2 separate regions of the Rattus norvegicus genome follow, and region 1 is linked to region 2. A link is a contact called in public Hi-C data. All regions are on one chromosome and are shown on one strand. The core of a region is the stretch at or near the end of the contact, and the rest is flanking DNA. Distances in the headings are between cores, read along the strand shown.

Region 1 (6,143 bases), core at 1,743-4,242, 41 kb before region 2:
GGGAGCCGCGACTGAGTTGGAGGGTGGGGGTGGGAGGGTTGTGTCTATCTGACCCTGGCCGGGTGAGTGTATCTTTAAGTCCGCGCCCCCTCCCGGTGGGCGGAGGCCGAAGCTGCGGTGGGCCGGACCGGGAACCGAGTAACCGCGCCCGCTCGGGCGTGGGGCGGGGGGAATCCGGACTCGGGGCGGGGCTCCGGGGGTGATCCTGGCCTCGGTGGCCGCGGGCTGGCCGGGTCTGCACCGTCTGGACACCGCGGGAGCTGCCTCCGCCCCCGGATGGGCTGGGAGAGTGGGCGGAGCCATTTGGAGCCCGCGCGAGTCGTGCCCGCAGCCCGCCTCGGCGCCGGCAGTCCCCGGCCGCAGAGCGCGACGCTCCCCTGGAGCTGCGGCTGCCAGGTAAGCACGCGTGGGCCGCGCCGAGGAAGGATCGGGGTCCCTTGGTCTTGGGAGGAGGCGTCTGAGCCACCCAGGCCTGCCCCAGGCCGGCGCCAGCACGCTCTCTCAAAGCCGGAGCTGCGCCCGGGTCGTGCGCAGGTCGATCCCGGACTCAGCTCCTGTACTCTGGCTTCCCTCGGAGTGGGGGACAACGTGGACTGGCGACACCCGCTCTTCATTGCCAGGCCTGAGAGCCCTCCTGGCCAGCTGGGCTTCCAAAGAAGTTAGGAAACATAGCTGGGTTGCGATCCCGGCATGGGGTCCCCAGACTTATCTGAGGGGCCCTTGAGGCCCAGGGGCGAGGGAGCAAACTCAGGGGCCTGGCAGGCACAGGCTTTGATTCGCCGCTCGGTTTGGTCTCATTTGAGGCGGGGTCTCCTTGGTGTGAGCGTGGGTGTGCATGCAGCCTGTGTACATTCATGTGACTGTGGATGTGCGGTGTCTGTGTCCATTTGTCCTCTTATCAAGCTTCAGAGGACCCCCCCCCCAAAAAAAAGACATAGACTTATTAGAAAAGGTAGTGTTCAGGGGACTGACTTCCAGTTTCTTGTCGTGGCTAGGATGCTCATGTTTTGGAAATCAGACCCAACAAAAGCCTGGTTGGGGCAAGCTTGAGGTATCTCTCCTTCCAGCTAGGGCCGGTCCTTGGCTGCCCACAACCAGTGTCAGAGCACCTGTGAGATGTGGGCTCGGGGCCATGCACAGACAGTGTGGGAAGTGGGAAGATTTGGAAAGGCTCTGTCCTCATGTGGCTCCGCCCTGCAAGGGAACACAAGAGAGAAACACTTGGGCCAGTTCTCTGATAGAGAGTTTGATACCAGCCCTGGGCTGGTAGCCGGAGAAGAAAATGCCAGGAGGCTCCTCATGGGAATTGCAAAACACCGGTGTGGCAAGGGTACTGACTGGGGTGACCTGAGACTTTACAGATAGCTGTGTTTCAACGTCCCGGTGCAGGCAACCCCACCCTCCTCATTAGCATTACTAATCCGGACCCCTTTGCATCTCGCGGAGTTGGGGGTGGGGTGGGCAACATGCGTAGGAGGGCTGGCTAGGACTTCCTGCTTCTGTGTGTCCACCCCACTCCCATATTTTGTTTGCTTTGGGGGTGAGGGGAGTCCAAACACCCATTTGTTTTCTCCGGTCAGATGGAGCACAGGTCTGGGGCTGCCGACGTTTGAACTAGCCTTACTGGAGGAAGCCTTACTTCCCTTTTGAAGAGCCTCCATCGTGGGGGCTGGAGGGGAGGGGTGGGAGGCACTGGCCAGACGCGGTTTCCTGTGAGGGCAGACAGGCCTGAGGTAGCCCACTTAGCTCCGGTCACTGGTGTTGGAGTGGACAGCGTGGGGCTACTCTGACCCTACTCTGAGGCTCTGTCGTATTGGGGACTCTGCTCCGTCTCTCTCTATTGTTCCCGATACTTTGGAGGAGTTGGGAGTGTATCTTCCGTCCAAGGTTTTGGGCACTGTTCTAGTGGGAGCTAACCAGGCACAGGAGGGAGCGCCATGTGGGTGGAGCATGAGCTCATATTCAGGTGGGCAGACACAGGGAAGAACTGAACGTATTTACCTGAGAACAGGCACAGAACCGGGTGGGCTGGCATCCCAGGAGGGTAGACATGTGAGGGGACAGGTGTTTGTGAGCCTGTGAAAGAGGACTAGAGCAGCCACAGACACTTATAGACAGGCTTGTGTTCCTGGCATTGCAGTTCGCTTGGGCGGCAGGTGTGTAAGTGGGCAGACAGGTGGACTCACAGAACAGACATGCATATAAACTGACACCGGGTCTCATGGTTCTCAAGTACTAGATAGCCGTGGAGCCAGTTGTGCCCCGCCTCTGGTGGGTGGGGCACAAATACTGGTTAGAGGCACCTGCCAGTCAAGGCTAGGGTCTGGATAGCTGTGGATGCTGAGACACAGTCCCAGGTGAATGTTGCTGTGGTTACCGCAGCTGAGCCAGACACCGTCTTGTTCAGCGTGGAGGGACAGGTACTCGGTATGGCTTCCTTCCTTCCTCATGTATCCCAGGCTAGCTTTGAACTTACTAGGTAGCCAAGGGATAGCCTTAGACTCCCGATGCTCCTGTCTCTACCTCCTGGGTACTAAGGTTACAAGCACGCTCCACCACACCCAGTTTATAGGGTACTGGGGATAGAACCCAGACCTCATGGATGTTGGCAAACACTCTACCAACAGTAGCCCCAGCCCCAATGTATTTCTAGTCCATGTTGGGGATGATTAAGAGGGTCCCAGAGAGCTCGGCGGTCTGTTTTAGTCTGAAGGCATGCAATCTCCTGCCCTCTCTGTTACTGGGCTGAGTGTCTGCCTGGGGCGCCAGCAGAAGCTTCTTCAGCCTTTGATGCCATCCTTTTGTGTCCCCAGGACTTCTGTGAACCCTCATGCCACTTTGTGCCACTGTGCGCACACTGCTCGGCTCTGAAGTTTCCTGCTGAACTTCCCTAAGCCCTTGAGCCTTAGGTACTTGTCTCTGTATACCAGCGGGAGGTATCTGGGATGAGAGCTATCTCCCTCTGGCGTGGACAGAGCAGAGTCTCCCACATTCTGGCTGTGCTCATGTCGCCTCTGCCCAGCCTGGCACCTTTGGAGCCAACCCTGACCCTGATACAGCTTGACACCAAATGCTCTTGTGACCTTCCACAGTCGTCACTGTAGCAGTTACCTCATTCTTAACCCCAGCTCCCTGGAGGGTTAAATGGAAGACAGTTCATATCAAGTTAGTGACTTTCCAACAGTCCGCAGGGCTGCGACCAGGACGGCCCGGAGTCTCTTTGGCAGCCAGGTGTTTGGCTGGGATCCTGGGCAAATCGGAACATGTAGACACCATACATCTCTTTGTTGGGAGTGACAGCCCCCTCTGTCCTCTCTCTCTCTGCCCGGAGCCCCTCCTTGTCCTGGGGTCCTCTGAAAGGGTCAGGAAGTGGCAGGCAGGGCGTGTGGAAGCTTGGGCTTTCTGCCTGCTGGGCCTCTGGGAGGGGAGCCAGTGGTTCGCTAAGAATAGCCCCAAATCATGGCTCTGGCCTCCCGGTGGGCAGCGCTGCCTCTCCCTGCCTCTCCCACAGCAAGGCATTTGGAGACAGGCTTTGCATATTTCCTGTGGCCAGCATGGCATGGGGATGGGCCTGGGACCTGGGAGCTAGCTGCAGGGTCTTGACTGCAGCTGGCTTGGCGACATTGTCCAGTCAGGCCTTTGTCTGGGACTTGGTAAAGAAAAAGTGAGCAGCATCCTTGTTGGAGGAGAGCTTCCCCCATGGCGTGTCCTGACCGCTCCACCCCTGTTCGGCTACTGTAGCAGACCCTCAGATCTGTATTCCTGTCCTAGCTCTGTGACCCTCCTTAACATCTCTGTGCCTTATTTTCCTATGTAACAGGGTAGGGAGAAGGATTCCCCTGTAAGAGTGTCCAAGAACGAAAGGCCAGTGTGTATGGAGATGGCTGGGGACTGTCTAGCTCACAGGATGTTCTAGGGAGACAGTGGGTGCCACAGCCATCTTTAGGATTTCATTCTAGTGATTGTGTTATGTTGAATGGGGACGAGGACCCAATGGCATTTTGATTTGGGTTCTTCTGTGCGGGTTCCATCCAAAGCACAGAGGCTGCAGCAGTCAGATATGTGGCTCAGTTGGTAAAGTTGGGTCTCATGCAAGCACATGCGTGAGTTCCATCACTAAAACCCACCAAAGAGGGGCTGGAGAGATGGCTCAGCGGTTAAGAGCACTGACTGCTCTTCCAAAGGTCCTGAGTTCAATTCCCAGCAACCACATGGTGGCTCACAACCATCTGTAATGAGATCTGGGGTCATCTTCTGGCCTTCAGGCACATATGCAGACAGAAAGCTGTATGATGTATACATAATAAATAAATAAGTTAAAAAAAAACCCACCAAAGAGCTGACACAGTCTTGCGTAGTGCTGGGGAGAAGGAGCCGAGAATTCTGAGGCTCCCTGGTCAGAATGAGAACCAGGTTTAGCGAGACACAGTCTCCCAAAAAAAAAACACAAATAGGAAGTGATTCAGGAAGACACTGGTGTCAACCTCCAGCCTCCACGCCTGGCCATGCATGTATATACACTCACGTGCACACACACCGATGTGCACACACATCAGATAGGAAGCAAGCAAGACACAACCATGAATTACGCTGCACTCCCCCGTGTGCTGCCTGGGGTTGGAGCTGGAGGACTTAAGTAGGCTTGGCAAAGGTTAGGTGATTTATCCCAGCACAGGGGCTGGTGGGGCAGAGGTGGGGTAGCCCCAGATCTTTATATGTTTCCTGTGGACTTTTCTGTGGCACAAGCGTCCAGTCTGGCCTGGAGCTAGGGCAACTCTGCAGCAGACATGTGGTGTCTGGGCTCCCTGTGTGCCTGTGGCCTTTGGGAACTGGGTAGGCCACTGGAGAGACTCTGGGCTTCCAGCAGTTCCTAAAGAAGAGAGGACTGGGGAATGGATGGCCTGGAGTCTTGGAGAAATGGGTCTCTAGAGGCAGAATGGTGAGTGTCCTGAAGTGGCCTGCGACTCGTGTTCTGTTCACCCCGCCCCCCCACCTGCCTCCGCTTCCCTTCCTCAGTAGAGGACAGGGACACCGGGTGTTTTGGAAGATTCTCTTTGGAAAGCGCCGAGGGGAATTTCCTCTATTTTTCCTTTCCCTGGACTTAGAGTCTCCGCTCCCCCACAACTGAGTTAACTCAGTTCTGCTGGTCACTAAGTAGCTCTTAAATTAACACTCGTAGTAGCAGAGCCCTTGGACCGTTCTGCCTCCTTCCCAGGGTTGGTCCCCCACCAGTGCCTTGCTCTGGTGGTGGGACCTGGAAGACCTTCAAACCAGCCATGGTTGGGCTATACGGGCTAGCCTTGGCTTGCTCTGCCTTCCAGGTTCTGTGCCTGTCCTGGTACCCATGGGGTCGGGAGCAGGGGCTCCTGGGTCTTTGCAACTTCCTGTGTGTGTGGCTCAGCCTGACTCCCCCACGGCTTGTCAGTAAACAAGCATCCATGGCAGAGGGCTATCTCGGGACATCAGTTCCTGGGCTGTAGAGAAGTGTAAATCAGACCTCGCCTCGGTGGGCTCTGATGGGCTTCAGCTTGGGTGTGGTCTGGTTGTTTGCCACCTGCACTGTAGAATGAGTGAATCGTTTTTCTCTGCCGGCCAGCACACATACACGCACACACGCATGTGTCACTGTACAGGGGCACGCATGTCGAGTTCAGGAAGTAACCTCGGATGCTGTTCTTGGGGTGTTCTTCCCCAGGCTGCACCCACCTTGGTATTTCTGTTGTTTTTGTTTTTCGAGACAGTGTTTCAGCTGTGGCTGTCTTGGACTCCCTTTGTAGACCACACTGACCTCAAACTCACAGAGATCCACCTGCCTCTGTCTCTCTAGTGCTGGGATTAAAGGCATGCATGGAGTTTCCCAAGACAGGTGACTGGTCAGTGAGCCCCAGGAATCTAGGGGTAAACACCACACACCACCAAGCTCCGCTTTTTACCTGGCTTCTGAGGCTCCAACTCAGTTCCCGTGCTTGTAAGGAAAGAGCTTTACTGGTGAGCTCTCTCTCTCTGTTCTTGCCTTTTGTGTTTATATCTGTAGTCTCCACCCCGCTCACATCACATCGAGTGTGTGCGTGTGCGTGTGCGAGAGAGAGAGAGAGACAGAGACAGAGACAGAGACAGAGACAGAGAGAATGAGAATCAGAGGA
Region 2 (6,194 bases), core at 3,158-5,657:
TGGATTTTGTCATTGAGAAGAGTTCTTATTGGCTATGTCACTTAAACCCGGGACCAGGTCAACCTGCATGGGCCTGGTGAGTCAGAGTTGGGGGCTCCCCACCCAGCTGCCTGGTCCCTGTCCTGGTAGTCACGGGGATGAGACTTGGGCATCGGCTGTGTAGACTGCTTCACTGCCCTGTTTGTGAAGTGGGGCAGGCAATGATGAGTGTCTGTAGGATTATTGGGGACCAAGCGAGGAAAGACGGGTGGAACACTTAGAAGAGGGCGGGCTGAGTGTCACCTGCTGCTGCCACTAGACAGGCCCCGGTTGTCGACACAGGAGTTACTTCAGGGTCCTGTACTTAATTGCGTTTGTCTGGAGACGTGTCATCTCGCCTTATCCGGAATCTTCTCTTGCATCTGCAGCCCGCAGAGTCATCAAGGCCCAGGGTTATCCCTTAGTCTTCGCCAGTCAGAGGCCATCAGAGCTTGGCTCAGGGTCCAGGGCTCACACTTGTGGTTGGATCATGTGTCATTGGCAGTGCTGCCATGGCAACGCAGAGGGGCGTGACTGAGACTGTGCCCCACCCCCACCCCCAGCATGCTCACTTCCTGGCTTTGCAGCCCCTGGGGGCAGAGTCCCAAAGGTGGGGGCAGGGTGGGGCCCAGCTTTACCGTAGGCTCTGACCCTTCTCTTGGGCCAGTTCAATTCAGATCTCACTTGCCATCTAGGTTGCTGACCTGGCTGGAGAACTGTGACACTTGAGGGTCAAGGGGTGGGGCATGGGCTCTTTCTGATACTCCACTGCCCCGAGGAGGCTGGGCTAGGGTTGAGAGAGGGGGAATTCTATTGCTTGCTATCTAATTTCTCTCTGTGAATTAGACGTAGTAATAGTCCCCTGGAATATCATCTGTGCGTGCGTGCGTGTGTGTGTGTGTGTGTGTGTGTGTGTGTGTGTGTGTATGTGTGTGTGTGTGTGTGCGCGCGTGTGCATGTGTGTGTATGTGTTCCTGGATCTTAAAGGAGGGTCTCTCTCAAGAAAGAGAAAGGAACCCGGGGGTATTGGCACACACCTTTAATCCCAGCACTAGACACTAGAGAGGCAGAGGCAGGCGGATCTCTGTGAGTTCAAGGCTAGCCTGGTCTACAGAGCTAGTTCCAGGACAGGCAGAGCTAAACAGAGAAGCCCTGTTTCAACAAACAAAGTAAAGATTCAACACAGAAGAAATGGAACAAGACGAGGGGGTAGCTGTCCTGTTTTCTCCCCACTCCTGTCCCCTGTCCCAGGGCTGGGAGCTGGCCTGGAGAGGCAGCATCTGCACTAGGGCCACTCAAGCCCACTGTGGTCACCACAGGGTTCCATATTATGCATGAGCAAGTGGGATAGACACATGGAAGGACTTCAGACTGGCAGAACTGTTTCAGAGCTAGAGAGAGTGACTTCTGGAGCTCTCTATGCTTCTAGAAAAGGCTTGGGGCATGCCATGTTTAACACCCTGTTTCTTTCTCCCTTTCCCTGCCCTGTCCTCAGGAATGTGGTAGTCAGCATTCTGTCCAACAGAGGGCGCTGTGGAGCCTGGAGCTGTACTTCTATCTGATCCTGTTTAACTACTATCTGCATGAGCAGGTGGGGACCCCTCTTACCCCAGCCACAGGGACCCCATGGAACAGGGAATAGAGTGAGATTGTGTGTGTTAGTCCCTGAGAGAGGTTGGGAGGGCCAAGAACAGGTCTAGGTGAGTGTTGTTTCTGCCCCGCCTCCCGTTTCCCCTCTCCCCTCCCAACCCAGACCTAGGCTTTGTATCTTGGTTGGGGCAGAATACATCCTGTTCCTCCCTCTCCCACCCATTCTCCCCTGGGTCACAATGATACCTTTTGGGGCTAGGCAGGGAGGGCTCAGAATGGGCCCACACTCCTCAATGCCCCGTCTCTCTTGGCCTCGGGCTGCAGTACCCCCTGGCCTTTGCCCTCAGTTTCAGTCGATGGCTGTGTACGCATCCTGAGCTGTACCGTCTGCCGGTGGTGCTGAATTCAGTGGGGCCTTTGGTCCCTGGGGACCTCATCGCCCAGGGCTCCCTGGTGAGTAGCTGGGCATTTGTGGAGTGGCTGGGTTGGTTGGCCCCTGGCCCCACGGAGTTCTAGATTCCCACAGGGCTGGGGAAGTATTGTCAGGGGGGCGGCAGACTTCTCGTGTGAGCGGGATATGCTGTGCTCTGGCTGCTGTCCTGGTACCTTCTCCTCAGTCTCAAAGCCCAGAGTTTTGCCACAGAGTCAGACTAGACAGTAGGACATCTGAGCACCCTCTCTGGAGGGTGTGCACCACATCCTTGCCAGAGCATCGATAAGGCTGAAGTGTGTGCCTTGTATGCCCTATACCCAGCAGGACACCGTTTCTCCCCACCCTAACCCCACCCTTCCCACGGAGACCCGATGGGTTAAGATCCCCATCACCGTATATGACGGGTGATCATAGGCTTTAGATATGGTGTCCTCCTCCCTACAGGAAGCAGATGATCTTGTTTCCCTGGATGCGCTCAGCACTGTCAGAGAAATGGATGTAGCCAACTTCCGGCGTGTGCCTCGGATGCCTATCTATGGCACCGCCCAGCCCAGCGCCAAGGTGCCCGCTCTCAGGCCCGGAGTTCAAACGTTGGGGGTAGGGAAAGGAGAGCCCTGACCCTGACGGCCCCTCGTCCCCCCCAGGCCCTAGGCAACATCCTGGCCTACCTGTCTGATGCCAAGAGGAAGCTACGGCAGGTGGTCTGGATCAACCTGAGGGAGGAGGTTGTGCTGGACTGTGACGGTCACACACACAGCCTGTGGCTCCCCGGACCAACCCTGGCCCCCAAGCAGCTGGAGGTAAGGTCTCCGGCCTTTTGCATGGTCTGCATGGGAGGCACTTAGGGGTGAAGGAAGCCAAGGGAGAGATCCAGAAGGCCCTGTGTTCCTGTCGTATGGATGGAGGAGGCGCTGAGGCTTAGGAGGGCATGACTGTCCCCATGTCCCCATACTCCTGTGGCTTTTCTGCCTCTGGGGTGTGATTCTGACCTGAGGCTGGGGCTGTGCCAGGCTCCTGTCTCTCAGTCCTGTTTCAATGGCCTCTGCCCTCTGTCCTGCTCTTACCTAGGATTTGGAGGCCCAGCTGAAAGCCTACCTGAGTGCTCCTGTCCCCAACACCAAGAGCCCTACCACCCCCAGGTTCCAGAAGTGCCTGACCACACAAGAGGTCTTCAGCCAGCACCAGGGGGCCTGCCTTGGCCTTACCTACTGCCGCATTCCTGTGCCAGACTTCTGCGCCCCTCGGGAGGAGGTGAGGGGCCAGGTCTCTGGGCACCAGATCTCTCTTTCTCTTCTCTGGCCTGGGAAAAGCCGCTCAGCTCCATAACGGGGCAAGGGGATTGTCTAATGGGGTTCATATGAGGCCTCGGAAGCACTTTCCCATCCCTTCTATGTATGTGTGCTTATGTGCACGAGCACAGGCCTGGTCATGTGTATTCTATCTTCATAGGCTTGGGTTGTGGGGCCAGTCTGTGTGTCATATGTTGCATGTGCACCATATGTCACCGGGGAGGGCGTGTGCTCATATGGTTGTTGGAGAAACATATGATGCACAGTGCCATGGTGATGTGGGTGTAGTTCCCATTGGGGTTCATGGCATCTGTCTTGTGTTCGTGGGCTACGTGTAAATGTTACATCCACAGAGCCAGGGGTGAGCATGGAGAAAACCCTGTGTGATTGAGGGGGTGTTCATGCGGCCCTTGTAGGTCTGTGACAGCTGTATATTCACAGCCGTCTGTGTGGTTTGACTTTTGGGGTCTTGCTGGTGTATCTGTGGGCTGTGTGTGCTTGGTATCTGTGACTTGGTCACTACCATAGTTGTCAGGGCTGGTGCCTTTTGCATGGCTCTCTGTGGGCTCATAGCCAGTGGAGTGCTGCCCCCTGGTGGCTGTTCAGGCAAGGACACAGCCCCAGACTGGAAAACTTAGATGTGCATGAAGGTTGGCATACCGAGTCCCAGAAGTGTGTGGTATCTGCTTATATGACTGATCCTGGGTGCCTGGGATAGAGACAGTTATGGGTGTACACAAGAACACGGCTGTTCGCACATGCATGGTCTTGTACGTAATCTAGTGAACTGTGCACGCGCATGAACTAGGTCGTGTACACGATGAGGCATGAGGGGACAGAAATCTGGGGTTGCCATTTGGTCCCCACTGTGAGTTTGATCAGCCAGTGGCACTCCTGGATTCAGACTGTGGTCTCATCACCCCAGGACTTTGACCGGCTGCTTGAGGCCCTGCAAGCTGCCCTCACGAAGGACCCAGGCACAGGCGTGGTCTTCAGCTGCCTCAGTGGCCAGGGTCGGACCACAACTGCCATGGTGGTGGCCGTGCTGGCCTGCTGGCACATCAGGGTAGGTGTGGCCTTCTGCATGAGGTCAGAGGTCATTCCCGGCAGGGGTGGGTACTGGCTATGGTGAGTGTAGAGGGGCAGAGGTCATGTCTGATGTCATTGAGGAGATCCTTTTCCATCCATCTTGGCCAACCCTCAGTGGGGGTTCTGGGTGTGGGGGTGTGGGAGTGTGGGGGAGGAAGTAGAATAGGGAAAAGTTCCATCTCAGTTCTGTCATCCCTCAGGGCTGCCCCGAGGTGGGCGAGGAGGAGCTAGTGAGTGTGCCTGACGCCAAGTTCACCAAGGGCGAATTTCAGGTGGGTACACCTCCTCCCTCCCCTCCCCTGGCCTTCCTACCCCCAAACCCCCTCACCCCGCTGGTGCCCTGGGAATGCTGGGCAGATCAGAATTCTTGGATCCTGATGGCAGCTTGATGGGGTAGGGCTGGCTGTCTGCTTCCCGGGTGGGTAAACTGTGGCTCAAAACAGCTTGACTCTTGAGCCTCTGCCATAGTAGATGGGGTCTGGACCCTTTCCTACCAGACTGGATTATCTCAGTATCGATGATAACCACCTTATCGTGGCTTGAGACTCAGCCGTGGTTGGTGCTCTATGGAGTCCTGCAAGCTACTCTGATCTGCCGGTCCCCCTGCTTAAGCCCAGGGGCTCTATCTGGGCAGGCCATTAACATTCAGATCCAGTCCTCTGTCTCCTGTACCTGCCACCCATCATGTGACATCTCAGACCCGTGACACCTCTGCACATGTGGCCTTTAGCTGAGCAGTGGCTGTCTTCACAGTTTCTGGTCACCTGTGCCACATGCTTGCCACTTGCCCTCCTGGCACTCCTGTTTGCTGACTGAGAGGTCAAGGCTGCCAATCACGCGGGGCCTCTGGGTCCCTAGACACGCTCCTCTTTCCACGCCCCTTTTTCCTTTTATGGTTGATGATCACCCTTCTTTTTCTTTATTTAGCATGATGGAAATATGCTAACAGAAATCAAATTCTAGGCCAGCCTGATCTACATTGTAACTTTCAGGCCAGAGAGGGCTACACAGTGAATCTTGTTTCAAATAAATAAATGAATGAGTGTAGCCCAGTGGGGGAGTGTTTGCCTGGTATGTTTAAGGCCCTGGACGGGATCCCTACCGCTGTAATGGATAAGAAGAAAAAAACAAGGCAGAGGCGTGTGGGTGGCTCGGTTCTGTTGCACACACACAGAGCCCTGGGCTCAAGCCCAGCATTGAGCACCCTGAGTAGGAATGGTGGCTCAAACCTGAGATCCACTGTTTGGGTGGGAGAGGCAGGAGGATGGAGTTCAAGGTCATTCTCTACTACCTAGGGAGTTGGAGGACTGCCTGGGGCATATAAGATGTCTCAAAAAAGCTGGGGGTGAGTGGGGCAGTGAGATAGCTGGGTCAGTAAAATGCTTGTCCAACAGTAACAAAATAAGGAGTAAGACGAATCTTTGTAAGGAACCTCGCCTAGGCTTTTAATATGTGCTGAGCATTTCAAACCTGTCGGTGGTTTACTAGCATGATCTCTCTGGCTCTCCCATTGTCTCTGGCTCTCCCCGGTTCTCCTGTTGTCTCCCTGGTTCTCCTTGTCAGCACCATGTCTTCCTTCTGTTGTAGGAGCCTGGCTCTCCCAGACCCACGGTTAATGTAGAAGACTGAGAGCTCCCTTATGGTTTCACTAAACTGTGACCGTGACAGACAGAAGTGACAGCTCATAGGTTTAGTACTTGATACTCACTGTTTTAAACCCCCCCCCCCCCCCACACACACACAGTATTTCTCTTTGTAGTTCTCACTGTCCTGTA

Evidence for each region. A called contact is a pair of places that touch in the nucleus more often than the background predicts.
Region 1: a Hi-C map of psoas muscle shows a contact between it and region 2, with 2.6 times the contacts expected there. The contact joins two enhancer-like sites. A contact is called at or near these places in 4 of 12 Hi-C or Micro-C datasets (the Rat2 cell line, Schwann cells, hepatocytes and 1 more).

Annotation. Positions count from the first base shown.
Region 1 is chr20:29,871,715-29,877,857 of GRCr8, reverse strand. It overlaps a transcript of Pald1 not described here. Among named protein-coding and RNA genes, the nearest start is that of Pald1, 26 kb to the right of the region's middle. Within about 2 kb of position 2,992, at least 20 of the 93 cell types and tissues checked have an H3K27ac peak or open chromatin away from gene starts, as enhancers often do.
Region 2 is chr20:29,832,269-29,838,462 of GRCr8, reverse strand. It overlaps Pald1 (phosphatase domain containing, paladin 1), which reads left to right. Exons shown (of 19, transcript NM_001034128.2): 10 at 1,514-1,609; 11 at 1,933-2,061; 12 at 2,486-2,602; 13 at 2,686-2,841; 14 at 3,110-3,292; 15 at 4,256-4,396; 16 at 4,620-4,691. Among named protein-coding and RNA genes, the nearest start is that of Pald1, 14 kb to the left of the region's middle. Within about 2 kb of position 4,407, at least 3 of the 93 cell types and tissues checked have an H3K27ac peak or open chromatin away from gene starts, as enhancers often do.